Regions from separate parts of the Sus scrofa genome. Here all the other regions are linked to region 3. The links are chromatin contacts, called in public Hi-C and HiChIP or PLAC-seq maps. All regions are on one chromosome and are shown on one strand. Each heading gives the region's core, a stretch centred on a gene start, on an enhancer-like site or on the middle of the called end of the contact. The rest is flanking DNA. Distances are from core to core; before and after follow the strand shown.

Region 1 (4,403 bases), core at 1,714-4,213, 150 kb before region 3:
TTGGCTCTTTAGCATTAAGTCACTGATAGAACTATTTACCTCTTTGATCTCATTCTTCTCTTTGATCTCACTATTTTATATACTCACAAAACAACATGCTCACATAAACAGTCTTTCTTTGGCATTTATCTGATATGGTGTCACATTTCTTGACTCATATTGGTAGAAGTATACCCTCCCCTAAGCAAAACTGCACAAACAATGGCAATAGTAATATATACCCAAAGCAAAAATACATTTTATCCATGGATTAAAATTTGCAGCACTCTTTTTTTTTTTTTTTTTTTTTTTTTTGCTTTTTAGTGCTGCACTAACAGCATGTGGAGGTTCCCAGGTGAGGAGTCAAATTGCTGCCGACCTACACCACAGCCATAGCAACTCAGGATCTGAGCCATGTCTGCAACCTACACCACAGCTCGTGACAATGCTGGATCTTTAACCCAATGAGCAAGGCCAGGGATTGAACCCGCAACCTCATGGTTCCTAGTCGTATTCGTTTCTGCTGTGCCATGACGGGAACTTCTGCAGCAATCTTGTGAAGAGTCTGTCATGGTACACCAGTTGATAACCTCTGTCTTAAAGTGTGCTTACCCAATCCAGAGGCCAACGGAGTTTTGGGCATTGCACAAAGTTGCAGTGCTTCGGCATATGAAGTTTTGTTCTGGCTTCTCCCTCAAAAGTAACTAAGGTAGTGAAGGATAGTGTGGCTTTTCTACAGACACACACTACAGAATGCGTAGAGGGTATTAATAAGATGTGTAAGCCAAAATGTAAATACATTAAGGAAGTGTTTACATAGCTTAAAACATGATAGACCCATAAAGTATTACTATATTTAAATATTTTGAGGACACAGATCTTACTGTTTCACTCTTTTTTTCCTTGTAATAGACTGCTTCAGAAACTGAACTATAGATGATCCCTGCCTCTAGCCACAGTACACTTTTAGAGACTTTAAAAAAAATCCTGTAGGATGAAATCCTAATTGAATGTGAACTCTGTCCTGGCTTAGTATTTATTCATTTGGCAAATGTTAACTGGGCTCCCTTTATGTGCCTGAAATACGGGAGGTAATGGGAGAGATGAAGTCCCTGCTGTCTGGAGGCTTATATTCTTATGAGAGAGGATAAACAAGTAAACAAAAATTAGTGAAAAAGTTTCAGATAGATCATAAATCTATGAAGAAAATAAAAGGTGGTATGCTGGAGAATGCTGAGGGGAAATGGAGGAAGAAAGATTGGAGGGCAGTCCCTGGAAGGTTCCCCTGAGGGGCCACTGTTTGAGCTGAGATCCAATGGCTAGTCGCCCTATGCAGGTCTGTGAGAGGCAATAGCATGTGACTGGCAGAACAACACAGTATTTAACATTGCAGGTGCTAGAGTCAAATCCCAGCTCTACTGCTTACTAGCTTCATCTATAATAATGTAATACCTACTCAGGGTGTAGCTCTGTCAGAGTGAATAGATGTAGAACACTTAGGGAAGGGCCAGAATATCATCATCATTATCATCCATGAGAGACAACATATTCCAGAGTACAGTTCTGTAAAGTCCCTGAGGCAGGAAGGCATCTTGTGTGTTCATGGACAGAAAGGGTTCCCTGAGCCTGGAGCTTAGTGAGTGGGAGGGAAAGAGGCAGGAGATAAGGTCAGAGAGGTAGGCAGCACGCAGATTGGTAAGGCCTGTGGACCAAGGTAAATTTTGGATTTTATTCTAAGGCAGTGAGAAACCATTAGCAAAGGAATGATATGGTCTGATTTGCATTTTCAAAACTTTTTTTGGCCATAGAACAGGAAACAAATTATAGGAGGAATAGTTTGGAAGAAAGCAGATCAGAAGGAAAGAGATGGCGTTGGCTTGGATAGGGTAAAGAGAATGAAGGTGAAAAGAATCAGATGGACTTGGGATATGTGTTGGAGGTAGACCTGAAAAGCCTTGCCAGTGTATTGGAATGTGGAGAGAGAAGGAAAAGCTGTTGCTGTCACTTTGGTCAATGTGGATAATAGAAACCATTGGTGAGCAAGTTAAAGGCTCATCTTTATTAGGCAACACATTAATCTGAAAAGCAGGAGAATGTTTTATGAAGCGTTAAGAAGGGACAAGTGCCTGCTATAAATATACCTTCCTGGATCAATCAGAGTCAGTTATTAAGGATTAGCATCTTCTGTAAAACAATTACAAACATAACTTATTAGCTGCGTCAAGGAGCAAATAATAATGGGTTAATAAAATTATAATCATTAATAATACAATTAAAAAAATAAAAGACAGCTCAGAGCATCAAAAGCTAGAGTCAGTCGAGAAACATGGGCAGGCAGGAAGAACAGGCATTGTTTACTTGACGGGGCAACTACACTTGGCATCAATGAAGAGAGGATGTTGTATATATAGCCTGTCTGGAGTGAACCTGTTCCTGTAGGTACCTCTAGTTTCACATACCTCTCCTACTGAACTCACAAAGCAGACTTCTGAACTTGGTTTGGTTTCTCAAATAGACTCTCTTGCTAGAAAAAAATATTCTTCTCTTAAAATTAACACCAGTCAGTCTTCTCCGAGTTTAAGCAGCATGAGCCAGTTTCCTCAGTACCTGCTCATCTGTGATTAATGGGATCCCAAATCTTAGAATAAACAAAAGTAACAAGAACATTTTGATTCTTTCTAACCAATCTAACATTCTCATGCCCACATTGTCAAGAAGCAAATGCTGACAGATAAATGAAGGGTATTTTTTATTTTTTGACTTAAACTTTGCCAGTCTTTAGTAACTTTTCCAGCTCTTATGAACAGACCATTGTTGATCCTTGAAAAACACAAGGGTTAGGGTGGTGACCCCCATGCAGCAGAAAACCTGTATATAATTTATAGTGGATCCTCCATATACACAGTTCCTCTGTGTCTCTGTGTCAGCACCCTTGGTTCAACAGCTGCAAATCATGTACAACTATGTTATTTACTGTTGAAAAAAATCTATGTGTAAGTGGGCCCGCATAGTTCAAACCTGTGTTGTTCAAGGGTCAACTGTACATGTATCTGGGTCAAATGTTAGCTTCAACTACCAGGCATGCAGTATTTTAAATGGACTATATTTCTCTTGAGGAAATTTGTCCCTTTATATCTAGCTTATTTATATTTATTTATATTTGTCCCTATTTATAGCTAGCAGATAGCAGTGGTATCTACATTTTAGTGCAGGATAAAACAAACAAACAAACAAACAAAAAACACAAAAAACCCATACCAGAGAGATCCTGGTTCCTTTTTAATTTTTTCTCATTTTCCTGTTGCCATTCTAGTCTTCCCTGAATTACTGTGGAGTCTCTTAAAGGCTCTCTTGGTTTCCACTTCTCTGTAGTCTTAAAATAGCCAAGGTGATCTTTAAAAATGCAAATCACTCTCATGCTTAAAATCCTTCAGTGGACTTCTGATTTCCTTAGAATATAATCCAAACTCCTTACCATGGTTAACAAGGCCCCACAACTTCCTCTACAACCTCACTCATCCCCTACCCTCTCCCTGTGCTCATTCATTGTCAGCCACTTGGTCTCCTCTATGATCCTGGAATAGGCCTCCTTTCCTATTCCAGAGCCTTTGCATTGCTATTCCTTCTTCCTGGTGTGCCCTGCCTTTCCCAAGGTCTGCACATACTGACTCCTCTCGTCACTGAGGCTCAGCTCAAACATCACCTCTTTAGCAAGGCCTTCCTTGACCCTTCCAAATTAAATCAGCACCTCTCCTTTCTCACAGTATCTGCTTCATATTGTTCACAACACTTATTACTACCTGAAATTATTTTGTTTACTTATTTATTGACCATTTCTTCCACCAGTCTCTGTAGTCCAGAAGAACTTTCCTGTCCAGTGAAAAGTCCAGGGACCTTTTCTGTTATGTTAGTCACTGTGACTCCAGCACCTGACACAAAGTAGACAGCCAATAAATACCTGTTTCATCAATGAATGGTTTCTTAATTAGTTCCACTGTTATGTACCTAAGCTGGGTCAAATACTTGACTCTGTGCTTTAGTTCTCCAGCTTTAAAATGGTAACAATAGAATATGCCATCTAACTCATTTTTAGAATGGAGGCGAATAATTGTTTTTGTATCTGGAAGTATTACTCCTGAATAATGTAATGCTCTAAAAGAAACAGGTATAGGAAGTAAAGAGGCTTACAATGAAAGTGTTACCTATTATCAGATAATGAAAGTATCTCTTACCTATTATCAGATAAGATTCTGGATTTTTAAAAGTAATTTCCTTCTCTATTTTCTTTGATATTTTTAGAAAGTGACTGAGATATACCAGTTCAAATTCAAATACACAAAAGAAGGAGCCACTATGGATTTTGACAGGTAGAATCTGTTTAATGAACATGAGAAATACATGGGATTGGGTAAACATAAGCCCTT
Region 2 (4,274 bases), core at 1,106-3,605, 150 kb after region 3:
AAAGGGGAAAGATTGAGGCCTAACACTTAGGGAAGCCAGCTGCAGGGTAAGAACTTGCCTCTGGAAGAACATGTAAGTCTAGATCATAGTGAGGAGTAGCAAGGTAGCCGGTTGCTAGTGTTATCTTGGGGGTCTGAGGCTCTTCTGAACTTTGTATCACCAAGGCTGGGATCTTTTGGCTTTTCCCAGGTTTTAGGAGGTGGCCTGAGTCAGCACAGATCTTCCCATTCAGGGACAGACAGGCAGGCCTCACCCTCACCTTGAGGAAATCAGCAACCCCTGGGTCCCACTGGATACATCTTTAATTACTAATGATTGTCAGTGACTCAAGAGCTTCCTGGGACAATAAGCTTTGGTACCCAGCCACTGTCCTCCAATGCAAACAAAGCCCAGGGAAGTTGCCTCCACGGATTCCCAGCTCCGTGAAGGGCCAGGGAGGCTGAGGTGGTCCTGAAGCTTCCACTCGTTTTCAGTGCTGCCAGCCTCTCTAAAATTACCTCTTCCTGTGAGCACCCATACAAAAGCGACAAGTGGGATCAATACAGTAGATCTCAGTGAGGGCATTTCCCATTCTGAGTCTCCCAGGGTGTCCGACCAGAGCAAGGCCTTGCTGGTCCCGTCTCTGGGAGGCCTGCGGTGGGTGCAGTGGGTTCCTGTGCCTGTAGGTGCTGCTGCCCCAGCACGAGGCCAAAGGCCGGGCCAGCACCGGGCAGAGCCAGGGGCTGGGGGCAGCCAGAGAGCCTCGCAGGCCCCCAGCTCCTCCTTCCACAATGACAGGGTGGGGGTGGGGGGAACAGACCTTGCGGCAATCACAGCTCTCCACTCAATCCCACATTCTGCAAACGAACACCAGGCCTTGGATTGCACAGAACCCGAGAAGGCGGTCCCGCCTGGGCCCTCGTGGGCATTCCCTCCCTTCAGAAACCCAGACCCTGGCCCAGCCTGGGGAGAGGTCTGGCGAAGCAGATGGAGGAGGAAGGGGCAAGGCTGGCGCTGACAGGATGGCCCGAGGCCGCGCGGGAGCCCCAGTCAGACTCTTCAGGACATCCTGACCTTGGTTTACAACGCTCTGTTAGGAAAATTAACCCAATGAATAAAGCAATGTTCAGTGCACGGGGAGTAGCAGTCAGTGACCTCCGCCTCGCTCTTCGCGGTCCCTCAGTCAAACCTCCACTTTAGGAGCCCAGCGTTTACCCGCTACTAAGCGGGGCGCATGTGCAAAAACAGCCCGCTGCTTAAGCGCTTTCTCACGGCGCCGGGATGGCCAGCTTGCCTCCTGATTGGCCCAGGCCGCATCTTCCGCCATTTTTGCTGAGGGCACTAAGTGTACTCCTGACTTCCTTTACCGTCAGAGCGGAGGCTCCGCCCCACTCGGGCTTCTCAGGGCAAGCTAACAAGTGCGGGTTTGGCGAGTCCTTGCAGCGCTTGCGGCAGGCCCGGAGTGGGAGGTTGGCTGAGAAGCAACGGTCACGTGGTGTTAGGGACCGTCTCCCAATTCCGCGCGTGCACTGCCAGTATTTCCGGGGCTAGGGATCAGCTTGGGCTCCGAAACAAGCTTCCTGCCAGATCACCAATGAACTGGCTGCCTTATAAGATCCCACCAAAATAGAGACGCCTGAAAACAGGGCCCACAATAGGGAGTCTAGGATATTTATTTGATGATGAGCGCCTCCTGGATACACTGCATCAGCCCTGTGCTTACTGTTTTGGGTTATTGCAAAGACTCAAGGAAACTACAGCCAGAGCGCTTAGTGTACGCTCAGTATGTATTAGCTACTCATTTTTTTACAGACGTGGCTGACAGTTAATAGGCGGCACAACTGGAATTTGAACCCAGGACTGCCTGTCTTTAAAAGCTGTGTCTTTGTTTGCTGATACCCCAAAGGATTCAGAGTTTCACTCGGGTTCTCAACATACACTCCCTCAGTCTCATTTACTGAGCTTACCTTAAGAGCATGGGAACTAGAGCCTCACAGCCTGGAATCAAATGTCGGCTTCACTACTCAGCAGTCGTAGGACCCGGGAAAGTGACCAATTATTTCTATCTCTATTCCTCATCTGTAAAAGGAGGGTGGGGTTTATGCCTGGCTGAGGGGAGGGTTTAAAGAAGTAAGCCATCTGGAGTCTTTAGCCAACAGTCTGGCTGGCACTAAACTCGATAAATGATGAGTGTAATTCATCCTCGAAACTGCCCCAGGAGTAAACCCATCCTGTTTCCTATCTAACAAATAAAGTGACGTGCAGAGAAGTACAGACTCTTGCTCGAGGTCACACAGCTATGAAGCGTAGCATCCGGTATTTGAACCTGCGTCTCTTTGGCTCCAACACTACAGTCAGTGCTGAGAGAGGATCGCGCAACCGTTCAACCCCAGAGAAAACGTGATGAAAATTAATCTGTAAAACCCAAGCTTGGGAGGGGGGCGCCAGTGCGCGAGGGAATTTGCAGACGCTCCCTGCTGGTGGGGACCGCACGACCTGTCCTTCAGTCTGGGACCTTAAGCCGGTCCCGCAGCCGCAGACAGGAGCGCTAGTGGAAGCCGAGGCGGAAGCGTCATGTCTGAGCCGCCCCCGCGGGGGGCCGAGCGCGACCTTTTCCGGGACACGTGGGTGCGGTACTTGGGTGAGCACGGGGCAAGGGGCACGGCGACCCCCACACCACGTGGCTGGGAAGCAGGGGTTCCCAGACGCCGGTCAGGGACATGGCGAACGTGGGAGGGCTGTAGTTCTCATTCAGCCGGGGCAGAGACTGGGCTCAGAGAGGGTTCTGGACTGGCTCAAGATCACACAGCTTGGCCTGTCCAGCCCGGCCCTCACGGTCTCTGCTGGTCTGTCTCCCAGGTGGAAGCTGCAGCCCAAGTAGGTGGATGGGGATGAGTGGGCTGCCCCCTGTGGAATGACTGGACACTGGCTGTAGTCAGGGCACTTGAACTCTCATCTTGGATCAGTCGCTCTGACTAAGCTTGTTTCTTCCTCAGCAAAAAGGGATGAGCACAAGGTCTCTCTCATTGGGTGGTAGTTGTGAGGGTACAATGAGATAAGGTACAGAAAGGCCTGGCACTTAGCGAGTTCCCCGTCAGAGGGGCTGCCTTTAGTCTCTCTCACTGCCTGTCCCCCCAGCCAGCTCACATGCTTCTAGAACCCAGACTATTAAGGCAAGTAGGCTGTGAGAATGGAGACAGTACTCAGCTCTCCCATAAGGAAAGAGTCCAGGTGAGCATCATGGGTGTCATTTTACAGGTGGGGAAACACTCACAGGAGTAAAGTCACTTTGTCTAAGGTCATCCAGCTACTGCTTAGCAGGCTGAGATAAGAACCATCTCCCTCTAGTGCCCTCTTGTGGAACAACCCAACCGCTCAGGAATTAAATATTCCTCCACCACCAGGCTATGCCAATGAGGTAGGGGAGGCCTTCCGCTCCTTGGTGCCAACAGCTGTTGTGTGGCTGAGCTATGGTGTGTCCAGCTCCTATGTGCTGGCTGATGCCATTGACAAAGGCAAGAAGGCAAGAGATGTAAGTGTTAACCTGCCCCTCAACCCCCACCCCAGTCCACTCCCCTTGTGGTCAGTCTACAGCCTTGCATATGGTTAAGTCCCTTGTGGCACAGTCGAGTCCCCACAGCCTGGCCTGGTGCATTCCACACCACAGTCCTGCTTGCAGGATAGGCACCCCACCCCCAACCGTGCAGGTGACATGATCTATACTGAAGTCCTGTTTGTGCATGAGTCAACCTTCAGCCCAGAACCCAACACTAGTGCGGCTCTGTCCCCACCCACCTTCACTTCCCTCTCCCTGGTCCCTCCCATGCTCCTGTCTACAGAGTTTCCTGCTTCTGCCTCTGCTGGGTTATGTGTCTCTTGTACCTACCAGGTGCCAAGCCCTGAGGCAGGCCGCAGCACCAGGGTGACCGTGGCCGTGGTAGACACCTTTGTGTGGCAGGCTCTGGCCTCTGTGGCATCCCAGGCTTCACTATCAACCGTGTGTGTGCTGCCTCTCTCTACATCCTGGGCACTGCCACCCGCTGGCCTCTGGCTGTCCGCAAGTGGACCACTACTGCACTGGGGCTACTGGCCATCCCCATCATCATCCACCCCATCGACAGGTGGGTGCCCCTCCCTGCTTCAGAAAACTCTACAGGTGAGATAATCTTTGAGAAGTGTGGGGTGTACCCACTTTTCACAGAATAAAAACAGCAGAGGCAGGGCCAGCACTTGGGGCTCCTGAGGTAGAAAGGACAATCTATGTCCTTCTTATGATCTGGCAGGCACTTGGGCAG
Region 3 (4,295 bases), core at 552-3,051:
CAGGAGTCCGAGGACCAGACCTGGGACAGAGAGGGGATGGGTTACCTGACTGTGGGGAGGAAGCCACATGTGGGCAGCTTTCAGAGGGGACGGCGCTCAAGAGGGCCTCGGAGGATACAACTCCATGGTCCACACCTTTGTGCCGTTGAGAGCGGTGCTGGGCACTGCACCTGCACGGGAGCACCTGCTGCCCCTGCCCCCCGCTACCTTCCCAGCAAGTCACTGTTCAGCCCCCGAAACAGTGGCTACAATTCGCCAAGTAGGCCTTTGAGAAGAACTGGTGAGCCCAGCTGGAGTCAAGCCTGCCAACCTCAAGCTGACACCGGGGGCCCTGGTGGGCTGCTCTTCGTAAAACCTCTGGGTTAAGGGACAGCCATGGCCACAGGCCCCTGGGCCCACCTGTAACAGATCCCAGCCAGTCATGCAGTTAGACTCTGGCAGGCTTTGCGGCTCAGGAGCAGCCTGGCACTCTGATCTATGCCCGCAGAACCAGGAAAAGCTGCCTTTCCATCTGAAGCTTCCATCTGGAAAGGATGAGTGAGGCCTTCTAGTCCAGGCCCCCATTTTACTAAAAACAAAGGCACTGAAGGAGAAGGGCTTGCTCAGGTCACCCAAGGCCAGCGCATCCGCTGACCTCTCACACCTCTCTCCTCTCCCCCTAAGTGGCCACTTCTGTCAGGCCCACCAGGGATGCTGTGAGCCAGAATATTCTGGGGGGCGGGTAATTACGGCTCCCCCCACCTCCCCCGACCCACCCACTGAGCCCTGGCAGCCACGTGGTCGGAAGGGCCTGTGGCGCAATGGCCCGGAAGGCAGTGACACCACTTCCCTTCCTAAGAACTGTGGCCCCTTGGGGAAGATGCTGCTAGGAGACTGAGGGGCTAGGTCCCCAGGCACGGCGACCACAAGACACCCCTCGCCACCCTCCCCCCCAGGTATCTGCTGCTGGGCTCGGGCAGGGCGGCTGATGTGAGCAGAGTGCGCGTGGGAGCAGGGTGTCTGCATGGGTGTGTGTCTGGGTCTGTGTGAGGCTCGAGGGAACAGCTGGGCCGTTTTGTCCCATCCACCACAGGGGCCCCGGGGCTGCATGCGGGGGTTCCCAGATTGGTGAGATTGAGGGCTCCGGAAGACATCACGTGGCTCTGTGTGTCTGTCACCCTGTGGGTGTGGCTATATGTGCTGTGTGATTGTGTGGGCTCCAGGGCCCCCGGGGCCTGGCCGATAGTGACCATCCATCCCAGAGCCTGTGAATTGGGGCCAGAAGGAAGCCCCGCAGCCCTTCCAGACAATACACCACAGTCCTGCTCAGCTTCTGCAGCTTCCTCCACTGCCCCAGCACTTCTCCCACCTCCCTCCTGCTTCCCTAGCTTCTCCCGCTGTGATCCCCTTCCCTCATAACCCTTGCTCCCAGAGTCGACTCTATATCACCTACCCCTGGAAGTCCTCCAGGGATACCCTTCTCCACCCTGTGAAGATGCTGTGTTCTCAGTGGACCCCTCTCTTTGCCTGATCCTCTGGCTCTTTCCCTTTCTTAGCATCTTTCTGCCCCGTGTCCAGCCTCCCCAGTTCCCAGAGGACAGCAGCTGGCCCTGCTCCCCACTGGCGCCCATGAGCACAGCAAGCAGGTCCCGGCGGGAAGGAAGGAAGTACTCACTGAGCAGTGTCCTCCGAATACACTGTGCCCGCATGCTGGGTGACCGAGCTCCGGCCTGTGCCTGCTGGGGGTGACACCTCCCGGCTGGGAGCCCTGCGGGCTGGCAGCCACTTTATGCCCGCCGGGGTGATTGGCCAACACCTCGTGAGGTGGGTGGGGAGGGGGAGGGGGGAGGGCAGGCCTTCTGGGAACATGACCCCAAAAACCAAAGTTTCCACAGGCGGCCAATGGGCGCTGGGCGCGGTGGCATGCCTGCTCCTCCTCCTGTTTTCTTCGAATTCGTTCTTCGAGGTCAGCCCCACGCCCAAGGATGATGCAAACCGCAGCCTCAGCCTTTTATGGGGTGAGCAGGGAGCAAGGGGGTCCATGCCCACTGTAGGAGGCTGTGCCCGGGATGGAGGGGAGAGTCCACCAGCAGGCCCCTGGAGGGCCTGATGCAAAGTCCCGGCTCGGGAGCCTTCAGCCTCACAGGCCACTGTGGTTTGGGGCTGAGGGGAGCGAGACATCTTCCTTCTTGAGTGCCCTTCCCGCCCTCCCGCCAGGGCTGTTGGGACATCTGTGAGCGGAAACCACCGGGCTCTGGGCAAAGAGCCAGACCCAGGCTGGCAGCCCCGAGATTGTGGTTATGGCCCCAGGACCTGCATCCCCCAGCAGGACTCCCAGCCACCTCCTCTCCCCCAACAGGCACCCTGCACACAACCAGCCATCCCCAGACCATCGCCCACAACAGGCCCCTTCTCCACAGACAGGACCCTCTGGGGAGAACCAGGCACTTGGAGCAAGAGAAACAGGAGATCAGGTTCAAGCCCACTGACATGCTGTGAGATCCAAGGCAAGTCGCTTAACTTCTCTGGGCCTTCGAGACCCCCACCATCCCCGCCACCTGTAAAATGAGGATTTGAAAAGCATTTCCTGGCCACCTCACAGGGCTGCTGCCATCATGGACATAAAAGGCAAGAGCCCTTTGAAGGCAAAAGGAAAGATGAAAGTCTGATTCCAAGTACGAGCTGTCGGGAGGCGGGGTGGGGGGCGGAGGAGATGGGGAAGCTGTGAGCTCAGAGGGGAAGCCAGAGAAGGGGAGTCGCCGCGGTGACGGTTGGGGACCAGGTTTCACTTTCTCTGAAAGATAGTGATCTTGGGTTGGTCCTCTGCTTCTTGCAGGCGTCAGAATGAAGGGGCCCTGGAGACAGCGCCTCCAGAGGCAGCCTGCTGCTTCACTGGAGGATACACTGAGGCCAGAGAGGGCAGATGACGGGGCAGAGGGCTGGCACACCGTGCCTGCAGCTTCAGCACGTCCACCGGACCTAGACGAGGGTCTTAGCCTGTGCCCAAGGAGTTCTGTGGGGAACAGGGTATCAAAGGCTGAGGAGCCAGGCTGGGGTCCCTGGGGGCGACCGGTGAGGCCTGCACTAGGAAAGCCAAAGTGGCTGGAAGAAGAGACAGGCACCCTCCCACCATCCCCACCCCAGCACCAGTCATCACCATGAAGGCTGTTCCCACCAGCTCTCCCCCTGCAGACACACCCACGCAGTCATTTATGCCATCAACAAACTTGTATTGGGCCCCTGCTCTTGGCTGGCCACTCCCATCTGCTGAGGATCTAGCAGGGGACAAAACCAGAGGAACCCCCATGCCCAGGAGGCTTCCTGCACACACACCCCAACTCCCTGCATGCAGCATGGTATTCATCACACCGCAGCTGCCGCCGCCGCCGCCACTCCCGCCCCCCTCAAGGGCCAGTTCTGGATTCTCCTCCTGAGAACTTCGCTTCTACTAGATTCCTCATCTCAGGTCCCACCCACACAGGCGGCTCCCTGGGATCCTTCTTCATTTTACACCCCTGATCTCATTTTGCCACAACCCTGGGAGGGAGAGTAGCTGGGCGGGGAGGGCATGGCTCCCTTTAACAAGGAAACTGGGAGGAGCTCAGGGACAGGCTCCAGCCCCAAGGGCAAGGTCTGGCTGGAGAGCTTTGTGCCCCTCTCAGGGGCTCCTTGCTGACCGACCGCCATACTCAGGGGACAGCCCTGTGCTTTCACCCCATGGTCCAGAGAGGTTGCATGTCCTCCTCAGCTTAAAGAGGCCCCTGAGGACTTCCCTGGTTAAGGATTAGCAGGTTAAGGATCTGGCATTGTCACTGCTATGGCACGGGTTCCATTTCTGCCCCAGGAAATTCCACATGCTGAGGGTGCAGCCATAAGTAAAGAAAGAAAGAAAGAAAGAATAAATAGATAGACACAAAAATAAAGGAGCCTCCAAGGCCCAGAGACGTTGAGTTTGCCCTGCCTGCAGCTGTCCTTTGTAGAAACATTTAAGAGGAGCAGGGCATGCAAACCAGGGCTATCAAATCAGAAAGACCTGGCTCTGAGCACGAGGCCTTAAACGTGAATATTAGGTCGCTCATGCTGCCATAACCAAATATCACAGACCAGGGGGGCTTAAATGACAGAAAGGCATTTTCTCAGTCCTGGGGCCAGAAGTCTGAGATCAAGTTATCTGTAGTGTTGGTTGCATCCCGAGGCCTCTCTCCTTTGGCTTGTAGACAGCCCCCCTATGGTCGCCTCCCATGTGGTCATCCCTCTGTGTGTCTGTGTCCTCATCTCCTCTTCTTATAAGGACAGCAGTCATGTTGGAGGGGGGC

What was found. A called contact is a pair of places that touch in the nucleus more often than the background predicts. HiChIP or PLAC-seq counts read pairs in DNA pulled down with a chosen protein or histone mark.
Region 1: a Hi-C map of fetal liver shows a contact between it and region 3, with 1.7 times the contacts expected there. The contact joins the enhancer-like site here to the promoter of OSM in region 3. A contact is called at or near these places in 1 of 5 promoter capture datasets (fetal skeletal muscle), 22 of 47 Hi-C or Micro-C datasets (alveolar macrophages, blood, embryonic fibroblasts and 13 more) and 2 of 2 datasets of contacts at active chromatin or transcription factors (alveolar macrophages and skeletal muscle).
Region 2: an H3K27ac HiChIP or PLAC-seq map of alveolar macrophages shows a contact between it and region 3. The contact joins the promoter of MTFP1 here to the promoter of OSM in region 3. A contact is called at or near these places in 1 of 5 promoter capture datasets (fetal liver) and 2 of 2 datasets of contacts at active chromatin or transcription factors (alveolar macrophages and skeletal muscle).

The regions. Positions count from the first base shown.
Region 1 is chr14:47,094,743-47,099,145 of Sscrofa11.1, forward strand. No RefSeq gene overlaps it. Among named protein-coding and RNA genes, the nearest start is that of LIF, 130 kb to the right of the region's middle. Within about 2 kb of position 2,964, at least 1 of the 83 cell types and tissues checked has an H3K27ac peak or open chromatin away from gene starts, as enhancers often do. A contact at or near this core is called in fetal liver, where this site is marked.
Region 2 is chr14:47,390,223-47,394,496 of Sscrofa11.1, forward strand. It overlaps MTFP1 (mitochondrial fission process protein 1), which reads left to right and starts at 2,356. Exons shown (of 5, transcript XM_001929262.7): 1 at 2,356-2,620; 2 at 3,384-3,511; 3 at 3,869-3,950; 4 at 3,953-4,100. The coding sequence starts at 2,554. It also overlaps a transcript of SEC14L2 not described here.
Region 3 is chr14:47,245,035-47,249,329 of Sscrofa11.1, forward strand. OSM (oncostatin-M) reads right to left here and starts at 1,802. Exons shown (of 3, transcript XM_001929161.4): 1 at 1,655-1,802; 2 at 1-20. The coding sequence starts at 1,688. It overlaps LOC110256683 (a long non-coding RNA gene), which reads left to right and starts at 541. Exons shown (of 4, transcript XR_002338554.1): 1 at 541-935; 2 at 1,558-1,803; 3 at 1,875-1,997; 4 at 2,339-4,295.